2 separate regions of the Gasterosteus aculeatus genome follow, and region 1 is linked to region 2. The links are chromatin contacts, called in public Hi-C maps. All regions are on one chromosome and are shown on one strand. Each heading gives the region's core, a stretch centred on a gene start, on an enhancer-like site or on the middle of the called end of the contact. The rest is flanking DNA. Distances are from core to core; before and after follow the strand shown. Region 1 holds the start of gtf2a1 (general transcription factor IIA, 1). Region 2 holds the start of LOC120807840 (calmodulin-1).

Region 1 (6,128 bases), core at 3,035-5,534, 130 kb before region 2:
CCAAGACAATCTGCTGCGGCTGGATGATGACCCCTTGCTGGGACAGGCCTCCCTGCATGGGAGCCAGGACCTGGACACACAGCCAACGGGAACAACTCACGCTTTGGGGAAACGCTCCAGCGTGGATCGGAGCAAACGTATGGGCGCACTGGGGGGGGGGGGGGGGGGGGGGGATTCGCTGGCGTTCTGAAGCCGCAGATCAGGCAGTTCCTACCTGTCTGACGGGGCATACCTGCTGTATGACCGGCGCCTGCACGCTGCCAGGCTGCATCTGCTGCTGCACGAGGATCTGCTGCTGGGGCTGGATGATGTACTGGGCCCCGTTGGCGGCGCGGACCACCTGGAGGATCTGACCTGAGGGGCCGGGAAACAGGAGTTGTGAGGGCTGGGGGACAGTTCACGTGACGGCTTGTAGACCCTTGTAGACCAACAGGGCCTCGCATCCGTCGATGGTGGCGCCTGGTGTTGGAGATAATAACCGTAGAGGCCGGCTCCACATAGCAATGCAACTACAGGGCACGAACCACGTTCGGAACAACAGCAACGAATCGTGTCCTGGTCACTGGAGAATAATCCACAGCCATTGTTGGCAAGCGGGTTTTATTTTTTGCTTTGATCACCACTGAACCGATATCTCCAACATCTAAGCTGAAAAACAGCGCTGCAGGGAAAAGGGACACGCGAGTGTCTTGGGGAGACGCGTTTGTTTCACCTTGGCTGGTGATGAGCTGTTGGTACGGAGTGACGCCCGTGGGCAGAGCGAGCGTTGCTGCTGTCGCTGCTGCACTCTGCAGGAGAACAAGGAGAAGACACTTGAGTGACTGGTTTCCCACTGGCATTCCTTTATCTACCGGCCAGGTTTGGTGGCAAAAGAAAAAGTGTTTGTGAATAAAGACTAAATCAACACAGTTTACTAAATACAGAAAAAAAGAAGCTTTATGTCCCGTGCATTGGCGCCGCTAACGCAAAGCTTTTGGCGTAACGACCACAAATCACACAACGGCGTGTTCATTTCATCTACTTACCATCCCCGTCGCACTCATGTGCTGCAGAATCTTGGAATCTTGAACAATCACTTGTTGCTGTGGAGCTGCAGAGAGAAACACGTTCAAAACAAACCATAATATGCTAAGAAAGCAATTACACAAAGATGATGAATCACCGACTGTCGTACTTCCATAAATATGACAAATAAATCTGTGAAACACAAATCAGTCTCCCCTTTATGCCCCGAATGACCTCTGGGAAAACAACCAATCAGGGTGGAGGGCGTTTCAACGAGGCAGCCGATGGCTGGTTGATATCTGATGACCAAATGCGACGCAATCAGGTTACTGTATTTGCCTCAAACGAGTTCAGAGACATATTTCTATGTCCTGTTCGGCTGTACGATGAGAACGTGTTCTGTGGGTCAAACATTTCTACAGAAACACGTTTCTGAAAACATTTCCGGGGCTGAAATATGCAGGAAGAGACTCTCGATTCTTATTTGAATATCAGTTAAGTGGGACGGCAGCGTGTAACTTTTACATTACATTCGCCAACTTGACAAAATGGACCATTTTACCGTCCCAGATGTTTGATACTTCTGCTGGATGGTTTATAGTGAAAGAAGGACCCACCTTGCTGCTGCTGGGGGGGCAGAATGACCTGCTGGGCCTGTGCAGGCTGATTCACCTGCTGGACCTGATGCACCTGCTGAACCTGCTGCTGGACCTGCTGCACCTGCTGCACCTGCTGGACCTGATGCTGCTGCTGCTGCTGCTGCTGCTGCTGCGCGGCCTGCAGGGCTGCCTGCTCCTCGGTGTGGAAGCCCTCCACTGCCTTGGACTGCAACAGCTTGTTTTCCCACAGCTGGAGCATCAGGCAGAAGAAGCGGGATGTGTCACAGGTTGAACATTTTGTGATTAACACTTTTTTTTGGGGGGACCATGCTCTGAAAATGGCACACGCATGATGAAAGATGCATTCACTCTGGAAGTACTTTGTCTATATGGACAATGTTATTCCTGTCAGGATAAAGGGGAACCGCTGTGAGCGAAAAATCTGTTTATACGTCACTGGTGAAGAAATAAATCAATATGACCACACACAAAAAAAAGAACCGCTTGACAAATACCACCAACGGCCCTATAAAACATGCAGATCCTTTTTCTTTGCTGGCTTCTAGCTTCGATTATAAAATGTTTACATAAGCAACGCTGTGTGCACAAAACTAATTTGCATCACATATTTTATAACTTGTTGTGTTTGGAGGATTTTCAAGGATTATTCCTTCGTGATGAGCACACAATAACCCTGTTCGAGGTTGATTCTGGCTCGGTTCCGAACCAAATTTGTTGATTCTCGAGCAGAAAAAGTTATGAAGAATACGTTCATTCACAACAATCACATAAAGCCCTCCTGTAGGGGGGGGGGGGGGATCGGTAATGGGGACATTTACCGTTTTCAGCTCCAGAAGCACCTGCTCGTCCACTCCCTCATCCAGGAAGAGCTCTCGTACCTCGTTGATCACATCCTCAATTACAGACTTATATAGTTTAGGCTACGAGGAAGGGAAAGAGAGCACATTACTATGTTTACTAGGTAAATATACATTGTATGTGTGTGAATATATATACACACACACATATACATACACACATTGTCAGTTTACACGTCATATTCATAAATGCTTAATAGGAACATCAACCACAGCAAACATGTAACGAACCATCTAAATATGTGTTTAGTTCTCTTGCATAAGCATATCTTATTATGTCACACTACAGTGATACTTCTAGGATTGGTCGGGTATGGAAGCTGGGATTTAGCGTGTCGTGACAACCTGCAATACGCGGCGTCCACTTCACGTTCGCCATGTAAAAGGTTCGCGGTGGAGCGACGGTCGGGTTTCAGCACGGAAGGAGAGCGACGGGACGAGCGAAGCCTCCGCGGCGTGACCCGCCGCGCCCCTGCGGCCGCAGCACGGCCCTCGGTCCCTCCGCGCCTCCCTCGGCCCGCGCGCGCGCGCGCCTCTCCGCTATTTAAAGCCACGTCCGCGGTTTATAAGCGGAGGCGGTGACGTGGCGTCGAGTAGCGCCTTCCCATCCCGGGCAGTCTATATTAGAGAGCCAACATGGCCGTATATAACCGGGAGGGGGAAAAGAGGAGGGCCACAAGCGGAGCGAGGGGCGACGTGGAAGCCATTTTACGGAGCGGCGAAACGCGCGCCCGAAAGTCCGGTACGCCGAAGCCTTGTGCGGCGGAACGTACAAGGTGCTTTCGGCGTTTTATCTCATGGCCGCTGGGCTTTGACGAAGTGCGTCAGTGTGGCCGTGTCGGCGGGGAGCGGACTACTTTGTCGTGAGGCGGGTAGCGGCGGCGGTTTGGCCCGCTGGTCGTGGAATGGTGGACGGCGGGGAGGCTTTTCACTGAGCGGTGGCGGCTTGTCGGCCACGGAGACTTTTAATTAAAAAAAGGACCACAACACAAGCCGTTCGCAGTGGTTTGGTGGCGAGGTGCTTTGCAAACATCTAAAACTGCGCCAGATAAAAGACTATTTAGCCGATTTAACGTTACAGATTCGTCCTTTCACAAGAGACTCGGCCACGCAAGAAACGCTCCGACCGCCATCAACGGCACAACCACCGACTCGTGTTCACATGGGAGTTTACAGATACTACGCTGGTATGAACCAGTAGCTCCACCGGACATTTAAGCCCATAACTAACCAGCCGTAAGAACATCTGCATTCTGCGGAACGTCACTGGTCACCAGCCATCGCTCCCACCAGATGGCTTTATCGGAACACGACCTGAGCTCAGTTGAAGAATGATTAAAATGGCCGATTAACTGAAGACGTTCTTCGTTTTATTTGGTAGAACAATGATGTGTTTGCTAAGCCTGAATGACACAAACATCTCGTTGACAGCTTCCTCTCATCTTAGCCCCCCCATTTCCCCGCTGACAATCCTTAGAGATTGATCCTTACCACTGGGTTCGAGTTAGCCGAGCTCGCCATTATACGCGTAGTGTAAAAACCACACGGAAATAGGCGAGAGATAGAGCCAAAAAAATTACAAAAAAAATGACTTAAAACAACTGGGAACGCTCTCTTAAAACAGCCGGCATTACTTTTGTAAATAAAACACAGTTTGAGCGGTCTTATTTACAATCCCGGGCTGCGACTCCCAGCCGCCGTCCTGCCGTCGTGGTCCTGCTTTATATACTGAGCGTGGAGCTGCGAGTGCGCGAGACATAGGGCAGGGTCGCGCCGCACTTCGCGCGAGATCTCGTCCGGCGCATGACGGCCGCGCGAAAGGCGCGCCGCTGGGAAATGTAGTTTACAGGGGTTTTAACGTGCTACGAGGTAAATACACGTGCGCAGAGCGCATTAGCTCTGTAATGCTCGGTGATCTTGTTTACGGAATGAGGCCACGTGTGAATAATGTGACCCATATAAGGAGAAAATCACAGTATCCCAGGAGCCAGTTTCATTGGTAGATTATTACACGATACAAACATAGTGATGGATATATAAATCCTAAAACATGGACGTCAGCCCGAGCATTAATGCGTGGCGTTTGTAATATCTGATCTGAGGGCAGAGAGAACACACAAGGCGCTTTGACCCTCCTGGTTTAGCTTTCTGTTACCATCTCTTCAATTTTCACGCATGTCTGTAAAATGCACTAAAAACAATTCTTTATCATTTGTTTTTCGCATCTCTTGGTTACCTTTGTTAAGCCAGCGCTGCCTCTGGGCCTTTTCTTTGACTCTGCAGGTCACCAAAACCGTACTGAGTTGACCTCACATGGTCGTCTTTGATTTGTTTTATCGTTGTGCACTGATAACGAGGGAGAATCCCCTGAAGATCACCTGATTAATGCTTCTTTCATGCATTTAAAACCTTTGAAAGACAAGAGGAACGTCAAAGCACAAACCGCAGTGCTTTGTAATTAGACTTTAATCTTAATCTACATCTCTGTGGAAACATTTCTGCATTTGTTTGCCTGTGTTTATGTCAATGATCGCTGATTCAGGTGTTAACGTAACTTCACTTGTCATTGATTTTCATTCCGTTTGCATTGCTGTTGTTATGATATATCTGTAATGGAACCGTACTTGTTCACAGGAACAGTTGGTGCCTTTGTTGACGGTTCCAGATGACGTTTGAAGCCACGTCAGTAACTTCCCGCCGCCACCAGAGTGTGATCACGCCACATCGCAGCGGCCCGGAAAACAAGCTCTCCTTTTCTGATTCCATGACACACATCCATTCACTGGGATTCAACTATTTTAATTCAATAAAGGGTGAGGGATTTTTGGGGGGGGGGGGGGGGGGGGGGGGCGGTAGCCACATCTATTGGTTATGTTGAATCAAAAATACACCTGTTCTGAGCACCAGGGCAACGTTTCCAGATCACCATTAAAGCTTCGCAGCGACCGGGAGAACGTTACCTCCACTTCTGTCTCCATGGAAACTTGCTCGGCGGGCATCGTGTGGAGGAGACGGCGCGGGAAACACGCAGCATCGACCACCTCAGCCCCCCCAGCGGGCCTCCCCCACCACCGAATTACACAACTCGCTTCATTCAATTTAAATTAAAAGTGGACTCGACACTGATGAAAACATTTTTAAATTCACTCGTAAGTTTTGTTCTGTACGAACCAAGTGCTCACGTGGGGTACGATGCCCTCTAAAGATCTACCGAATGCACCCCCCCAGCCCCCCGTCTTTCATCGCTGTGGTTGCATAGCAACAGAGGAGCAGCTAGCTCCAGTGGTGTCGGCGGTGCACAGGGAGCCACTGGTGCGATATTAAGTCCCAGCTTCAATTATGAATGGGCCCCCACCGCCACGCGGCTCCAGAGCGACACCACCCAGAGCGATAAGGCGCGGAGGAACTCTTTGGTACACTTAACTCTTTTACTTCCTTCCCTTGGGGGGGGGGGGGGGTCTGACTTTAATCAGAAATATTGAACTTAACCGATTAGAGGAAGTAAATGAATAATTAACTGGCGGAAGAGGAGTGGCTGTGATAAGACCCGTGTTGATGGGAATGTGCGAGGTTAATGATTGGGGTCAGTCTCGAGAGTCACAAAGCGACCGCTTTACCAGCAAATGGGGGCTAGTGTGTGTGTGTG
Region 2 (5,714 bases), core at 1,222-3,721:
CACCTGTCCCCGTGTGAACGACAGGAGGTCTGCCCCCCCCACAGAGAGTTTTGATATATTTTGTGCATGTCATGTCTGGCTTATCCCCATCTTGTGTTACCGTTACTTGAATAAAATGACAACCAAAAAAAATAGATGTGGTGTCATCTTGTTTTATCCATTTCATTTCCTGGAGCCTTTTACATGTTTTTACACAAACTGCATCCGTTATTGGATTCCTGTATGTTGAGTTCTTTTGCTGTGAGATCATCAATCGCATGAATTGTTCCAGTAATTCAGTCGCAAACAGAATCACTCAACCAACTTGCTCTCAGAGGATGATTTATTTTGAGAAGAACAGTCCTTCCCCGTCTTTTAAAGCCGGGGCCCCCGAGCTCTTTGGCCTCACGTGTCACGTTTCATGTTGGACAACTTTTTGCAGACCGGTCTTGGAGGATAACAACCGGCCGCAGCGAGTAGCGGGCAAATGTATAAGGGGGGCAAAAACGTCAAGAGGGACCAGCACAGTAAAACGTAAAGGACCGTGTTCTTCCTGTGGTGCGCCCCGGTGATGGCCCACGGACCGGTGGTTGGGCCCCCTGTTTTAAAGAAGCCTTCCCCTAACTATCTCCAGCGCCCTGGGTGACCATGCACATAAGTCTGCAACCCTTCAGGAGCAGCAGCATGTCTCTGCAGCAATGCATCGCTCCTCAACGTCCGCGCCGGTGATTTAATCCCCCTCGATGTGGAGCGACGTGGAACTCTGTGCTCAGCAGAAAGTGGCCCCCGTGCAGCCAGCATCCAACCGCTCGGTGGGGCCATCGCTGGGCTCCCAGTGAGGACTGAGCCACTGCTGCAGCCCCCCCCCCCCCCCCCCCCCCCATCCCCTCCTCTGAAGCACTCTCCTTATTAAATCAGTCACGCATTTCAACTGCAGCTCGTCCATCGCGGCGCATTCAGCCGATGGAGGGAAAAAGTAACCTTTAAATCAAGCGTGGCGAGTTGGACCGGCGAGTGGGAGGGTTACGGGGGCGGGGAGGGGGGGGGGGGTGACACGTGATGAGTCAGCTAAAAGTAAACTCCATCCTGATGGGAGGATGAGGCAGCAAGGAGGAACGTGCTGCTGGCATTCGCCGAAATGTCACATCCACATCGTGGTCCATTCCCCGCGTGTACCGACCGATATACGTCTCGTTTTCATGACCATAAATCCCCAAACACAACATGTGACGGATGTATTGATGATCAATTTGGTTTTCATTTGTAAATTGTGGAAATATGATTAAATCCTACTCCCAATCTATTTGTAAACTTTAAACTGCTATGATCTAAGTCCTCCATGGTCAATGACTAATCCTTATTAGATACGGAGGCCTTTGCAGAGGGCTATTATAAGAGGTTAAAGGTCACAGCTGTTCCAAATGCCACATGTGCAGCAGTTACAGGAATATATGACAGCTTCCTGAGAGGCGAGACGCATAGCAGCAAGAAAAAAGAATATATGTAATTCTCCGTTTAAACAGAGCAAAAAAACACCGGATTGGTTCTTGTGTTGGAGTTTGTTGCCCTGATGAGAGGAGCGCACACTTTCTGGTGTAGTGCCGAAAGGTTTGGTAAATAAAAGTTCTCTTTGGTGGATCTTCACGAGCAGCTTCTCGGGGAAACCGTTCCCATGATTGAGCACATGAATATGTGCGTATACATACACGTGCACATTAAACAGGTTACAGCCTGATTGTAACAGCCGGCGGCGCTGCAGCCTGACTTCGACCAGCGAACCACGTTCCTCCTCGTTAAATTCTCCTTTTCATGAACTAAAACCAGTTTTACGGTTGTTTTATGCAGCTGATTGTATTTGCTGTAGTAAACAAATCTTATGTTGACGCGCATGTGGCAGACCAGCGCCCCCCCCCCCCGCGGCGGCTCCTCCCTCCGCCGGCCGACCCTCCACCTGCCCCGCCGGGGGGGAGCTGGTCTCGGGGACTCCTCGCGCTCGCGACCCCCCTAAACACACAACCACAGCAAACGACACAAGAGCCTGATTTTAGCCGCAGGCTCCATCGGCCATTGCACGTCGCCGCGGCGCACTTTGCAGCGGCCAATAGCGAGTCTGCGCACTTCCCCCATCGCGCCTATCAAGCGGTTCGGTCGCACCAAAACGAAAAGACGTCGCTTTCTTCTCCCCGTCCCGACCGAACAAATCCACCTAAAAATAAAAACAAACACGCGCTTGTGAATCGGTGGAAACGCGGCGCAGGTTTTTATATTCGCGGTGTTTATACGTGTTATATTTTCCCGTCAAGTGGCGCTGCCTGGCGCAATGCGGGTCCCGCGCAGCCAATCAGAGCGGCCGACACATGGCGGACAGTATTGCAGGTCTGCAGCGGCCAATCAGAACCGGCCTCACAGCGACGCGGCCGCCTCTCCGGCTTCCTTCACCAGAGGTATCCTTCCGCACCCGGAAACTAGTACCCCGCGACGGGCTCGTTTTACTCTTTCTGGGTGAAAAAAGAAGCTAGATGGACGGAGGGCAGCTAATGTCCGTCCAGGGTTTGGTTTTCTAAAAGTAAAAGGTCACTTTTAGAAGAATCCTGTGAAGTTGAGAGGTACGACAGTGATATGCTCCAATTTAAAGGCACAGTCTGTATTATTTCAAGAGTTTTATAGCTGCATTTAAAATGATTGCACATGGCAATAGTTATTCATGAATTGGCCTTTATTGGATAAAGATGGCCTTAATTATCTAAATAATATTTATGTTTGTTTTCTTGTTTCCAAATGACCACTGTCTTCCACGAATGTACTTGTTGATTTGTTTTGCCATGATGGGGACTCTCCTTATTCCACGGCCTTGTGATGGTTACCAAGCAGCGGGATTCCCAGTTAAAATGCCTTTCTGAGAATAAGTGACAATTACCTCAAATCCTTAGTGTTCTAAGGTAGTGTCTTAGTGGAGGATGCAGGCTTAGTTCAGCTGTAGTTATTTTTACATCTGGTGTTTATATGAACCAGTAATGCCTCAATAACTATTTGAGCTTCATTTTTATTTTGCCGCACTACTGTCACCTAATGTAATCGAGGAAGCTCCTACCTCAAAAAGTTCATAAAGTACTGCTTCTCAAGAAGAAACACATCAAAGCGTGATTGGTGATTATAAAGCGCAGATACTCATGTGAATAAAACTATTCTCCTCCAAAAACACTGGTGGCCAAATGCTGCATTATCAAGGTTTGATCCCCATGTGTTCAGTATATACAAGTGTGTTATATGGTCAACCATCCCAAAGCATGTCATCTAATCATCATCAAGACACTGAAAACAGTGACTCCAGTGTGAGGATGCATGTCTCCTGTCTCCTGTCTCCTATCTCCTAACTCCTGCTGCAACACTCACATCGAAATAAGGAAGTGAGTGATCAGAGCTAGTGCGGCGGAGGGATACACAGGCGATCCTCGGTCTGGCCACGGCCAATATACCCGCCGCTAACCCGCGAGTGGAACTCCATCTACGGAACGAGCGCACTGCGAGTCTGCCTCCACAGACCTACGAGCACACCGAAGCCATGGTACGTATGCCCATTCATTCTGCGCGGCCACCGGGGCGGCGGCGGGGGGGAGAACAGCGCGGCCGCGGCTCGCGCCTGTTTCCTTTGCACCGACATTCCGTCGTTTCGGACGGGGACGGAAAACGCCCCGCCGGGGCGGCTTTCGACGCGCTGCGGCTCGCGCTCACCGCGCGGCTCCGTCGCGAGCGGAGACGCGCGCGCTGAACTGTCGCCCGGCGTAATTTCCCCTCTTTACTGCGCCACGCGACCCGCTTCGCGCGGAGTTCGTCCACGTCGGGTTCGAGGAGGTGTTTCGCGGCCGGCCGAGTTCATGGTCGGACCGGGAACAAACTAGCCCGCTTTTGTGACACATTAGCGGATCATTCTGCAGCCATCAACGCACCAGAGCGGGTTTTACGACGCCCCCCGACGCCCCCCTCCTGCCCCCCCACATACGTTATCCGAGACATGTCCCTCGGCGGAGCCCACACGTTTGGACACGTATGTTAGACCGGTATCGGTTTCGTTCTGTGTTTCTACCCCCCGCCGCGCCCGGCTTCCCTCCTCCTCCTCCTCCTCCGCCGCCGCAGCCCTCCCGGTGCACCCTGGGTAACGGCGTCGTCGCGGACCGTGTTCGGTAATTACCGGGTTACGACCCGCGGGGCCTCATTTGTTTGCCTCTTTGCAAATATTCGATGTCATGCAAATGTCCGTCCCGCACGGAGCCGTCCGCTCCTGTCCGCCGGGAGCGTCCTCGGCCAATCGCGCACCAGAACCTCTGGTCAGTGGTTCGGGTGCAACTCACAGGTCTGAGGGCGGGCCCGAACCGGCTGTGGCACCTGCGGAGAGGGGAGGACCTCCCGGGGCCTTCAGGCCGATCCATTGATCAGGCTTGATCGATCGAGGGAGTCAGGAAGCTGCACCTCGGTTTCATCCGGTGCCTGATGTCCGGCTGCAATGCAGTCCTGCGGCTCAGCACGGCGCGTTAATGGCTAAAGGAGTCGTTGTGCAGTTGGACCTCCTAAAAAGTGAAATCCACCAGCATGGAGGTGCGGAATAAGTGCCCGGCGTCTCGTCCTGTTGCGCTCTTGTTCGCTGATGCATGTTCAGTAACTTGACGGACACCCGATCCGCTGCGATGAATGATTGATTATGCTCGGCGGCGACGCCGTGTCCGGTGTCCCTGCCGTCCACGAGCCACTGGGTGCTCTCTGAGGAGGCCGAGGAGCTCCTCCGGACCACGCGGTGGACCGAGCCTGTCCACAACACCCGTCCTCTCCCTCCAGACCCCCCAGACGCCCCCCCCCGGCCTCGCTGCCTTTTGTCCACGCTGGCAGAGAAGAGGCGTTCAGCATTCTGTGGAGATCAGCGCTGCCGTACAAAGGAAGTGTGTGTGTGTGTGTGTGTCTCACTCTTTGTTTGTGTTGGGATGAATGGAAGCGTGTGTCATCCGTCTGAGTGACAGCTGCTCGTGTGTCTTGTACAGAAAGCTTCTCTGGGGATTGTTTGGGTCTACAGCGTCGATAAAGACCAGACCAATTGCCGTATTGTCCTACGCCCTTCTGCACCCCCGTCAGGTCCGACCTGGTGAGCCGTGTGTGTGTGTGTGTGTGTGTGTGTGTGTGTGTGTGTGTGTGTGACACATAACCTCCTCGACCCGCCCAGCCCGCCCGCGGTCTTATTTGGAGCATATTGCCGGTTGCCCGGGCAACAGAGGGAGTGGTTGACCCACTCGCGCTACCGTCCATCTGCTGGCGGGGCCGCGCTTCCCCAAACGCGCTCCCCTCCGCGGGCCACAAGCTGCCACGCGGCTGGAGGCCTGCCAGCGAACACGCCCGTCCGTGGAGGGTGAATCACGGGGAGTTTCCTCCGAACAATGTGCCACATTCACAAAGGGAGAGACGGGGGGGACGCACCGAGCTGATGCGGTCTGGAGGAGAAAGGGGAGGAGCTTGTGTTGGCCCGCGTCCAGGCGCCACAGAGGGGAGAAGGTGGAGGGACGGGCCTGTAGTGGCGCAGCAGCACCGCGAGGCCTCGAAGCCAGTGCAGGATCCAAAGCCAGTCTGACAAAGAGGGCGAATGAGGAAGGGAGGAAAGGAAGGGAGGAAGGGAGCCTGAGCGGGACAGAGGAAGGATCCTTTTTGGTGATCTGTTTTGTCTCTTGACATTTCCGATTGTCATGGAGGGAATC

What was found. Hi-C and Micro-C count contacts between places; a contact is called where the count stands out from the background.
Region 1: a Hi-C map of skeletal muscle shows a contact between it and region 2, with 3 times the contacts expected there. The contact joins the promoter of gtf2a1 here to the promoter of LOC120807840 in region 2. A contact is called at or near these places in 2 of 6 Hi-C or Micro-C datasets (both in skeletal muscle).

Annotation. Positions count from the first base shown.
Region 1 is chr18:2,130,061-2,136,188 of fGasAcu3.hap1.1, reverse strand. It overlaps gtf2a1 (general transcription factor IIA, 1), which reads right to left and starts at 4,284. Exons shown (of 10, transcript XM_040160135.2): 1 at 3,974-4,284; 2 at 2,444-2,545; 3 at 1,623-1,854; 4 at 1,026-1,090; 5 at 713-788; 6 at 233-354; 7 at 1-70. The coding sequence starts at 4,003. The region is part of intron 1 of LOC120807839 (26S proteasome regulatory subunit 4); the gene reads left to right.
Region 2 is chr18:1,994,014-1,999,727 of fGasAcu3.hap1.1, reverse strand. LOC120807840 (calmodulin-1) reads left to right here and starts at 2,471. Exons shown (of 7, transcript XM_040160253.2): 1 at 2,471-2,585; 2 at 3,384-3,544. The coding sequence starts at 3,542. It overlaps LOC120807839 (26S proteasome regulatory subunit 4), which reads left to right. Exons shown (of 11, transcript XM_078094024.1): 11 at 1-1,282.